4 separate regions of the Zea mays genome follow, and all the other regions are linked to region 1. A link is a contact called in public Hi-C data. All regions are on one chromosome and are shown on one strand. Each heading gives the region's core, a stretch centred on a gene start, on an enhancer-like site or on the middle of the called end of the contact. The rest is flanking DNA. Distances are from core to core; before and after follow the strand shown.

Evidence for each region. Hi-C and Micro-C count contacts between places; a contact is called where the count stands out from the background.
Region 2: a contact with region 1 is called in a Hi-C map of leaf, with 3 times the contacts expected there. The contact joins the enhancer-like site here to the promoter of LOC100276360 in region 1. A contact is called at or near these places in 3 of 25 Hi-C or Micro-C datasets (leaf and seedling).
Region 3: a contact with region 1 is called in a Hi-C map of tassel, with 2.4 times the contacts expected there. The contact joins the promoter of LOC107548100 here to the promoter of LOC100276360 in region 1. A contact is called at or near these places in 3 of 25 Hi-C or Micro-C datasets (bundle sheath, ear and tassel).
Region 4: a contact with region 1 is called in a Hi-C map of tassel, with 2.1 times the contacts expected there. The contact joins the enhancer-like site here to the promoter of LOC100276360 in region 1. A contact is called at or near these places in 5 of 25 Hi-C or Micro-C datasets (bundle sheath, ear, endosperm and 2 more).

Annotation. Positions count from the first base shown.
Region 1 is chr5:130,439,846-130,442,692 of Zm-B73-REFERENCE-NAM-5.0, forward strand. It overlaps LOC100276360, which reads left to right and starts at 1,431. Exons shown (of 5, transcript NM_001374054.1): 1 at 1,431-1,669; 2 at 1,979-2,015; 3 at 2,134-2,512; 4 at 2,618-2,737. The coding sequence starts at 1,627.
Region 2 is chr5:130,610,612-130,613,523 of Zm-B73-REFERENCE-NAM-5.0, forward strand. No RefSeq gene overlaps it. Among protein-coding and RNA genes, the nearest start is that of LOC107548100, 45 kb to the right of the region's middle. Within about 2 kb of position 1,265, at least 13 of the 20 cell types and tissues checked have an H3K27ac peak or open chromatin away from gene starts, as enhancers often do. A contact at or near this core is called in leaf and seedling, where this site is marked.
Region 3 is chr5:130,655,478-130,658,385 of Zm-B73-REFERENCE-NAM-5.0, forward strand. LOC107548100 (Nucleic acid-binding OB-fold-like protein) reads right to left here and starts at 1,493. Exons shown (of 1, transcript NM_001323008.1): 1 at 729-1,493. The coding sequence starts at 1,389. The coding sequence ends at 961.
Region 4 is chr5:130,589,241-130,592,172 of Zm-B73-REFERENCE-NAM-5.0, forward strand. No RefSeq gene overlaps it. Among protein-coding and RNA genes, the nearest start is that of LOC107548100, 66 kb to the right of the region's middle. Within about 2 kb of position 1,636, at least 14 of the 20 cell types and tissues checked have an H3K27ac peak or open chromatin away from gene starts, as enhancers often do. A contact at or near this core is called in bundle sheath, endosperm, leaf and 1 more, where this site is marked.

The DNA of each region.
Region 1 (2,847 bases), core at 181-2,680:
TAGCTTTTCTAATTACCTGGCCAAGGGCATCCCATTCTACCCTTATGGTAGCACTGTTATCTCATGTTAAGCTCCATGTTCGAATTAACACCACAATCTTATCATGAACAATAAATAATCCAACAACAATGATAAAGCATGATCATAATTCAGTTGTAAACATTAATCCCAAAATCAGGTAGAGTAATAGCAAGACTATCTAATGATTCATTTGTTTGCAAGTGTAGGGTGAAAAAAAACTAGGGTAACTTATTAGGTGCCATCAAGTTAACCTAAACATGTCACGGTGATTATCAGGAACATTATTAGGTAAAGAAAGTGATCAAGATCACAACTTACCTTCAACGAGCTCTTGCTCAGATTCCTCAACTTGTGGTGCTTTTCGGGTTGCTCGGTCACTTGCTCGTCTATTCGCAGAAATACATACAAACAATACATATGTACAAAAAATAACATCACACCAAGCAATAAAATAATAGTGGAATATTATTCTACAGGTCATTGGGTTCGAGAACCACTAAATTCGTGTTTAAAATGAATTAGTTATGAATTTTCCAAGGTTTGAGGAATTGTTTTCATAGAGGAAATCATTTTCAGAATTTATTTAGAATTAAAATGAGCAAACTGGTGTGCATATACTATTTTTCTAAAGCATGGGGTTAAAATTGCAAGAAACAAGACCTATCTGTAATATTTTTTTTTCAACAGAGGTGGGATACAGGTTAATGTTTATAAATTCCGAGGGCTCTTTTGCAAGACCAACCTCGGATGCCGGTTTAGGGACATGTGGCTCTCCACGACTGGCTGGAACCGAGCCATACCCAGGTACACACGAGGGGGGGGATCCAATCTGCACCAGATCCCCACCACCGGTGCATGTGTGTTTAAACGGAAATCCTGCAGGACCGCCGGATCGACGATCAAGGATCAGAGGTTTATGCGCCGAAGGTGTGACCTACCGATCTATATCTGTTTCCGTATACTCAAACTTATATATTTAAAATGTCAATATTCATTCAAATCTTATCCGACACAACTCGATAATATCTGTATCCAATTTGAACGAAGAGAAAATATGAAAAGAAAAATATGTTCGTATCCGATTCAATTACACTTCTAGTATCAATTACATTTCTAGTACAGACGTTTTGGAGAAGCCAATTTTTTTTTATTTTTCTTAGAAAGCTGTTACCGTTACTACTTTATTACTTAGATGAGAGAGAGAAAGCGCGCAAGAAAGACAGAAAGACGACACTGTAGTGACTAGTGTGAGAGAGAGCTAGATACAGATAGAGATGGAGGTGGAGTGGAGGTGGGCTTGGTGGGACCCGATAGATGTCCGCGGGTCCGGCCACGGCGAGGCCAGTGACTCATGATCCTCCTCTATTTAAGCTGGCGTCCTTCACTCGCTCGTCACTCACAAAGAAGCCGGGGACGGAGAGCAGAGAGCTTCAGCGCAACTGTGCTCAATCGTTTCTTCGTCTTTAGTTGGTGCTTGGTCTCCCTCCGTCCTCTGTTTCCCAAACAGAGGTGTCTCAGCTGACTCTTTTGCTTGCTAGCAAAATAGCACACTCTCTCTCTAGAGCTGAGCACCACCTTGCTGAAGGCAGCTAGCTAGCGACGACCATGGTCTCCTCGGACACCATCCGCACGGCCATCGGCGTCATCGGTGGGTAGTAGTCAATACCTGCTTAGTATGTCTTTCTCTCTCTCTCTCTCGCCAACAAGCTTGCTTGAAACATGTCCCGGTACTCGTCAACGCAAAGCATTATTTATGTGCATGTCAGGATTAATTTCGTGGAGGCAGGCCTACTCATTTTCCTTCCCATATGCTGCTTGTTCATATATAGGACTAATTTGCCCCAAATTAAAGTTCAATTGGTGAATTTTTTTCTATTTGTTGCCACAAAGGAAAGGACGGGCTATATATATTATATACTCACTTTTGGGTTTCTTTTCTGGTATGGGTGTCTCGCAGGCAATGGGACCGCCCTGGTGCTCTTCCTCTCCCCGGTGTAAGAACAGCCAATTAATACAGATACTCATACAACATGTGTGTGTGTTTGAAGGAGGATGTACGTACTAACCGAAGGACGTATTATACAACGTACGTACGTACGTACGAACATGCAGGCCTACGTTCATCCGCATCTGGAAGAAGGGGTCGGTGGAGCAGTACTCGCCGATCCCGTACGTGGCGACGCTGCTGAACTGCATGATGTGGGTGTTGTACGGGCTGCCGCTGGTGCACCCGCACAGCATGCTGGTGATCACCATCAACGGCACCGGCATGCTCATCCAGCTGACCTACGTGGCGCTCTTCCTCGTCTACTCCGCGGGGGCGGCGCGCCGCAAGGTGTCCCTCCTGCTGGCCGCCGAGGTCGCCTTCGTCGGCGCCGTCGCCGCGCTGGTGCTCGCCCTGGCGCACACCCACGAGCGCAGGTCCATGGTGGTCGGCATCCTCTGCGTCCTCTTCGGCACCGGCATGTACGCCGCGCCGCTCTCCGTCATGGTAAGTACTGTAGTATATGTATGCCTTTGTTCCTACATGTACGCCGCGCCTAATGCCCTTCTTTTAATTTGTTACCCTCGTATGATGCGTGCGTGCGTGGATCAGAAAATGGTGATCCAGACGAAGAGCGTGGAGTACATGCCGCTGTTCCTGTCACTGGCTTCCCTGGTGAACGGCATCTGCTGGACCGCCTACGCGCTCATCCGCTTCGACCTCTACATCACCGTAAGCAACTACAACCCTGCTGGACCTGGACATGGCACGCGCGCCTGTCCGCCGCACATGTACAGTACGATTCCTATCCTGTGCAGTTAGATCATATCACCCGGTTCAAA
Region 2 (2,912 bases), core at 15-2,514, 170 kb after region 1:
TCTATTTAGGCATTCTGATTAGTCTTAAATCTCCAGAATAATGAAATCACCCAAAAAAACAAGATTAGATGATTTGGGAGAGAAAAAATCAAACAAAAAACGAAAGCAAGCACAAAGGGCCATGAATTTCATATGAAAGTTTTATTTGGTTCAATCCTCATAGTTTGGCACATTGCTTGAGTTTACATGGAATTTGGATTACAAATTTCAGATCTAGATTTGTATATCTCACACAAATCTAGATCTGAAATTTATAGCAACAAGGATAGAAGAAAACAACGTGTTGGAGAGAGATCAGGCTCGTTGGATCAATCTTCTTCTTATTTATAGCAACAAGCTCTTTACAACTTTGTTTCACATCAACACGAACTTCGTATGATACAATATGCCACCTTTAGTTCCCACCAAAAATAAAGCTGTGTTTTGAGGCCCAAACCCAAGAAACGGTTGGTGTCGTGGTTTTAAGGGCAAGCCTATCAAACCCCTCACGAGTAGCATATTGGATATGCACCCTTTATGATCTCGAGTCGTGTCATCGCTAATCCTCAATCACTCGAACAACTCCGCTTGACCCGATCATCTGTCGTCTTGACTTCATCAACACAATATACTTCTCATGTACTCTTGCACTTATTGATGTTCATAGGTGTCACCTATCATGGTCAATCCTCGGGCTTCTTTAGTTGCTCTGTTCAAACCTCGATGCCTGTCCTTTACCACTCCAAGTCTATTGGCACAAACTCATTTGACCTTCACCTGCACCGTCGAACAACTCATGCTAAGGTTAGTCAGTTTCAAAACAAAGTCAGTTATCCTTTTGACGATCGCTTATCATATTTGATCACCGTAGGTACATATATCAACTACATGTTGGCATATTCACGACAAATAATATGCACAGTAAACAGATAAATGTAATTAGTGAAAACTTATTTGGGTCATATCCTCTTCATCCAACCCATGGAGACTAGTGTGGATCATCTATGGGTCTCCATCATCATTTCTGTTTTTCTTTAGCCTAGGAGGTCAAGGCTGAGAGAGTAACAATAATCCACCCCAAGTCAAATGTACATGGAAGTTTTCCATATATGATAACACTACTTGACAACAAGTAAGCTGAATCAATCGGTTGATCTCAGCCGCTGCACAACTTGTTCAGGATTATAATTGACCTCGACGGCAGGAGCTTAGCGCGCGGAAGAGAGGAGAGGCACCTGGTCACAGTTTAATTAGTCCAGTGTCGCTGTCTGATACAGCTGCGGTGCATGGGAACACTGCTCCTTCCTTTCGCTCGCTTACGTCGTGCTGCGCGGATTGGTCGGCTGTTGACCATGGCCCAACGTGGTGCCGCTTCTCTTGGATCCACATCAAGAAAACGATGTAACAGCCATGCATGTGGTGGGAAGATTGGCCTTACCATCGCATTTGGCAACACCACCACCGTCCAGGCAAAAGATAACATTCATGCGCCAAGGATAGCGTAGCATAGCCGAATTGGCATCCTGATTCGCTAAAGCTTTTTGGTTCAGAGAAGTATATCTGTCTGATTGGAATTCTTTTTTGGGCTAGCGCAATCAATCTGAATCCGGGACCATGTTTCTGTTCACAAAAAGAGAAGGCGAGGTACAACCTGTTGTTTTTTTTTTCCTTTCCTTTCCTTTCTGTCTGTCCTCTGAATTATTGGGACACGTACGGTGGCGTGCAGACTGGAACGAGAGAGTGTTAGATACAAACATTAATTGGCTTGCTAAGGGGGTGTTTGGTTTCTAGTGACTAATATTTAGGCCCCGTTTGGTTAGGGTGTCTAAAGTTTAGTGACTAAATTTTAGTTACTTTTAGACTGATTGCAACGGTAGACTGTAAATTATATCCTCTATACGAATATTTAGTGCCCCTCTAAAAAGATTCCAACCTCTAAACACTAAACTCTTGCAACAGTAACCTGTAAACCATCCTCCCGGCCTCTAGACTCGTACCGTGCTGCAGCCAGAAACGTTGCGTCCGCGCCGCCGCGCGCCGTCTGCGCCACGCCGTGCGTCGCCGCGCCACCACCACGGGTCCGAGCCCCACGCCGCCGGCCACGCCCAGCTCGCTGCACACCCTTGCTGCACCCTCCACGCCTTCTCTCCTCCAAGATCCGGCACCCTCCATGGCTTCTCTCCTCCAAGATCCACGCTAGGTTCTTGATTCCAAATTAATTCCACATTTCAAGTTCCAGATTTTCGAGCTCCTCTAGTCTTCCTCTCTGCCACTACCGATCCATCAGGTAGCTGTCTTGATTTGTGATTTTTTTGCATGTCCACACCCTTGCTGCAATAAAGGTTATAATTCCAGTTTAAAAACACTTCACTGCAGAGTATACGTCGAACAATGGATGAAGAAGACAATTTCTTTCTTATTAGGTTCTTCATTGCAGAGGATACGATGAATTATGAGTTGCTCGATGATGATGAGGAAGAAGTACATGCTATGATGTCAACCATGGATGGAGAGAGCTTTAACCATGGCTCTATAAGACGACTTGTCCCTAGAGACCATGGTGATGGAGAGGCAAGGATCATTTGCCATTACTTTGCAGCCAACCCTGTCTACACGCCAGAACAATTCCGTAGAAGGTTTCGTATGAAGCGTCACATATTCATCCGCATTCTCAATGCAGTTCAATCTGTCGACAGATACTTCCAACAACGTGAGGATTGTACTGGGTTGTTAGGCTTGAGTGCTTTGCAGAAGGTGGTAGCTGCAATACGCATACTTGCATATGGTTTGCCGGGAGACGCCGTTGATGAGTACGTGCAAATTGGTGACTCAACAGCTCGTGAGGCTCTTTACCATTTCTGCAGCGCTATAATAGATGCCTTTGGGAAGGAATACCTCCGTTCCCCAACCCCTGTTGATGTGGCTCGTCTACT
Region 3 (2,908 bases), core at 243-2,742, 220 kb after region 1:
ACATCAACGACTCAATCTCTATCTAATCTGACATTGGACTTCCATCCGTGTAATATCGAGGGAATAAATAGTAACTTCATGTCACTCAACATATTGATATAGCATACAAGAGCCTACAACATGAACGATCAGAGTTTTCTATCAAATGGCACGCACAATGGGTGATACTTTCTAGCTATAGCAGGAGTTTACTGGAAATAATGCAAAAGGATGGTCACAAGACATTACAAGCCAGATACAACCCAGTAATCATCTAATAACACAATGGTGTTCAACTCTAATCATCTACTCAATTGTGCTAACGAAGGTTAATAAACCCTTAGAAAAGATAATTTGGGTCCACAATTGCCTCATGAACATCTAAAGTCATATGTGGGTCTGTAAAGCTGACATGGTAGGAATATATATATATCTTAGAGCACAGACGGCAACAAAACAGAGGAACGCAGTGTATTGAGAAACAGTTTAGTAGTGTGGGGGCAACGACATTGCGAGTAGAAAGTAAAGATGCAGACATCAAATTGCACTGAATTATTTTTACTGTGCATACTGATCAGAGGCGAGAGGTCACAACAAGTGCCACCCGGTCACAAACATGTACCCAGACAGAATCCAACCAAGGAACCCAGTAGTTGAATACAAAGAATAACACCAGGGATGAACTGAACATAAGAGGCATTAGAAAAAAAAAATTGGATCATGCCCAACCAAATATATCATATTAACAGAAAGGGAGAGGAACGGTTCGTTCAGTCCCATACTTGCTATATCACCATATGGGGTTATTGGGCACAACAAGTGCCCCCAAATCATTATACACAGTACTCTCCGCCCAAATCATTATACCATCACCACGACTACCATTCTTCAGTCATGGTAGCCACCACAAAACAGAAGGATACAATTGTTTTGCATACGTTTAGTTTACCATGGAAAGGGACCGTGTGGAAGAGGCGATCATCAGATCTTGTCGATGTCCTCGTCCTCGAACTGTATATAGTCATCCTGCGCGCCGGCTTCCTCCTCATCAACGACGCCCTCGTTGAGCCTGACGTTGTCGGGGATCTCGCCGTAGGCCTTGAGCAGGCGGGCCTCGTCGTTCATGTACTTGAGGATGACGTCCGCCTTGTCGTCCTGGTAGTCGCGCAGGCCGACGAGCACGATGTCCCCGGCGGCGATCCACACCTTCTTGTGCATCTTGCCCCGGATGTGGCAGAGGCGCTTGGTGCCGTCGATGCAGAGCGCCTCGCAGCGGCCGTTGCCCAGCATCCGCGTCACCTGCGCGTACTCCTGCCCGTCCTCCTTGAACACCAGCTCCCGCTTCTCGTCGTCCGCCTCGTTCTTGCCCCGCTTCCGGTTCTTGCCTCCCTTTCCCTTGTTCTTCGGCATCGCGTTGCGGGCGAGGAAACCTTTAGCGCCGCTTGATGGGAGCGGCGGTGGGGCTTTGGGCGCTCGGCAGCTAAGTTCCGTTGGGACTTGGGTCGTTGCCTTTTGGTTTGATTTATAGAAAGAAGAAGCAAAAGGCCCCGACGAGCACGGCAGGAGATGTGAGCCGTTCGATCTAACGGGATGTGAGGATTTTGACGGTGCCGATGGGTCGTGTCTTCGTGGGGCCGCCGACGCAGGACCTTTCTTGGGCCCACCTCCGGACGGGACCCGACGACCGAGTAGGAATAGGTTCTCTATTTTCTTTCGGTTGCTTGGAGAACCGGATACGCGGCGGCCGCGCCTGGGCCCATCACAGCTGGGCAGCTGACGTGAATTGACGGATATTATTTATTTAATATTTGTTTTTATATTTTATTTTGGATTAGGATTAGATACAGATATTATCAAGTTGTGTCAGTTAAGATGTAAATAATTATTGACATTTTAAAAATCCAACTTTAAAAATACGGATACAGATAAAGATCAGATACGGATCAGATATAGAATATCCAAACTTAGATACGAATCACATCTTAGCCCTCTTAAACAGATCAAATTTAAATACGAACGAATAATATCATACCATTTACACCCTTAGGTATATCCCTCACGACTCATTTTAATTTCTATACCTTACTCACTATATATTAGAGTTGAGAAATTCATACCGATGTTACAGTTTCGATAATGGTATCGCTTGTTGGGCTTGTGCGCCAAATAACACAACTACAGATCTAAATGAAGTGCTTGTTATTGCAATACTAAGAAATACTATATGCCACACAATGAATCCATGTTTTGATCATTTACTGCCGTAGGGTAAATGATAAAAGAGCACAACAACATGTTGGTCTCCTGTCAAGATTCCTGTAAGAAACTAAAATAGGGCAACACAATCAAATTGATGAAACCTTCCTCTTTTTTCACTCATGCAGAGAGAAAAAAGAGGCCAAGGGTACAAGGTGAAACAAATGTAGAAAACATGTGAGATCAAATATAAGAATAAAGGTGTCATAGAACCTAGTCATTGATCTTTCTTTGATCTTTATATTGTTTATCTCTGCAATTGCCGATAAATATGAGTGAGTACCTTCGAGATACTTGTTGGTATTCAAAGATGTGTTTGTCTCAGTAGGTTTGGAGGTGGAGCATTTCAGTGAGGTGTGAGCACGTGAATCGTCCCGAAAAGGCTCCACTCTACATGACACTGTATTTATATTTATAGGAACATGGTAACACATAACTTCATGTGAAATGACATTTGTGCCCTTAAACTTCATAGACATCATCTTTAGAATCCAATGGAGGCATTGATGTACTTTCCTTCGCAAAACGTGTCGTGCAATCTGCATGGCACTATACACCTATTTATAGTGACGACTCAGTACATCTTTGTATAAAATTACAAACATACACTCAGTTCCTATACATATAAACTATGAATCTTGTGGGGATAACATCGTATTTCTACCTTGCAGAC
Region 4 (2,932 bases), core at 386-2,885, 150 kb after region 1:
GCGCCCGTTGCTTGAGGAGGCCCTCAGGCGAGGCGTGAATTCGCCTGGGACTACTGTTCCCGCCCGAGGCTGGGCTCGGGCAAGGCGAGATCGCGTCCCTTGAGTAGACGAAGCCTTGACCTGGATTGCGCCCATCAGTCTCTGCAGCTTGTGCCGATGGTGGTACCAGCCGTGTTTAGGAGTGTTGGGGTACCCCTAATTATGGTACCCGACACTACCAGTGCAATCTTATACAAGAGCATGCATGTTTAGCGTGGGTCTGTCCAACCTGGTATTGGCCTTGAATCCCTAGGTCTAGCCAAAAAGGTCCTATCCTACTGGAGTCAAAGCCAAAACACCCTAATTGTTACTCTGCCCCTTTTATAGTGCAAGGGATAAGAGAGGTTACATGAACCTCAAATTTGATTAGATAATCTCAACTACCCCGTACTTACCCAATTCTTAGAGTTGTACTAGGACCATGCCTTCGGTCATGGTATACTATTGAATATGTCCTTTCATTAGGCAACTGCCATATCTATCACGGGGACATGTATGATATGTTGTATGCATGGGCCATGTCGTTCACTATGATATTACCAATGTAGCTTTTTATATTTGATAATACTTTATAACACAATACTCGTGCCCACACATAGCTAAAGGTCAATGCACATACCATACAATAGTCTCGAGTACCCTACAACCTATGTCATGGCAACAACACGCTTGTCAGGTCTATAATGCCACATATCATACATTTAATAATTGTACCTAAGACTTACCATATAAGCTAACGATTTAGATTTTTCATCAGTGCTTTTATATGTGGGGTCCTGACCATGAGGCAGTACTATCCTTGGTGACCCTAGACATATTGTTCTATATTGAGGTAGATTATACTCACACATATAAGTCTCTTGTTCTGGGGGTGATCTATGGTTAAGGGCCCAACGATCCTTGTAATGCGAGACTGGGTATCTTAATGTTCTATGGGCCAATAGAGCGCCCTAGAGTCTATGTGTTGATGAGTGCTTTACAAGCCAAACTGACCTTGAGTATCTATACTCTTCATAGTGCCATGAGACACAAGGGGCCCAGGGGACATAGACTCTTGAGTGCCTCAGGAGACAAGGGGCCTCTGGAGCTTGGATCACTAAATAGTGCCTCCATAGTATAAGGGACCTAGAGGACTTACATTATTCTACTATGGCCCCTCAGGACATAAGTGGCCTTAGGGACCTCGAGTTTTGAAACTAGATTTGATAAGAGTACTCCTTTGTTTTATGGATCACGGATGACAAGTCTACCAGATGGGCACTCCCTCCTTTCCTTTCCCTGAAATTGCAACTGATCAATCATTCAATTGTGCACGATATTGTAGACGACAAATTATGTAATGCGTTATCAATGGTCGTACATAGATTTGTTTTCTCTCTGTGTAAATCATTGTGCAAGAGAGTACTGGATCCGCATTATTAATGGTAGGAACATTGTTAGGTTCTGGGAAAACAGAAAAGCTTATCTTTTAGCAAGGAAATTAGAAAGAAAGCAGTATTTGTTTGGATGTGGCCAATGCATCAGATTCTCTAGAGGGGGAACTTTAGGCGAAGCAGCTGTGTGTCGTGTTTGGTTCGTTCAACTTTATTTGAGGAGTCATGTCAATAGACCTGCATCAGCATCAGGGGTCGGCCTGCACCTAGATGACGTGCTTGTCTCGCCATACAATTTTTGTCCACTCTTGGCTATTGGCAGCAACTAGCTTTATTATTGATGCCACTGCCAGCATTTGGAAGAATAATTGGTATCCCGTGCTCAAGCAAAAGTTGAACAGGCTCTTGGCTTCCGATTAAATTAAGCCAATTGTAATTGTTTGGACTACTACAACTTTAATCCACTGGAAAAAAACACTGTAAAACAGTAGAAATTATTACGGATTAAAAGCCAAGCGAACTGAACCAAAATTGTACATCTCCTTGCAGATTCAATCACATTAAATTAAACACTGTACGGTTGAACAACAGCTTCAGCTTCCGTTACGCAATGGAAGTAGTAATAGAGCGGTTTTGTTTTAGGAAACAAACATGCTCTTGAATAAGATGCATGGTATGTAGGAACATGATCTACTTTACTGGGAGACTGGTTTGGATTCGATGAGGATGTGACCTTGGCAGCATGAGTCGAATCAGTTCACGTCTTCACTGCTGTACTTTTATTGCAAATTGGCAGAATTACGCCAAAAATGAAGTTACCAAGAGAATGCAGCTACCTCAGCCTGAAACAAACAATGAGAGAAACGCTAGGAGCAACAATATCTTTCTGCTGTCACCTACCTGTGATCTTCCGAAGGATTGAATGAGAGCCAATCAAAATGTTTTCTAAATTAGCTGTTGTTGCATTCGACCTTCGAAAAATCCAAAAAATTCAAACGAGTGGTGACTGGACCGAATGTCCATTCAAACCAGTGCAAAAGCCAACACGCAGGAAACACTTGGAAACCTAAAAGTGTTGCTCTCAACCTCAATAAAGCTGGTGAAAGAGCGCACACACAAATCACATATACCAACTGCTGGTTTCATGATTTAAAATAGTTTCTGGACAATTTAGAAACACCGGATTAAGATGATCGATATATGGACACCAAGAACTCAAAACACAAACTACACACGCAAAGGCGGCTTGATGGAGGTGAAGAATTGGCCTGACTTGGTTTAGCCTTTCCTGGCCGGCCCAATGTCGTCCAAGCTGGATTTTAGGGTTGGCTGCTTAGCTGGGACCATGACCTAGCTATTATAGCTAGGATTAAAGGGTAGCCAACCAAGTTTCACATGTTCAGCCCCTGGAACCTCTCCTCCAAAAGTGTAAAATACCTCAAATAAATTCAAAACAAGATATAACTTTGCAAATATGTTAGGAAGGGACTTAGGAAGGTTATTCTATGAGATCAAGTCCA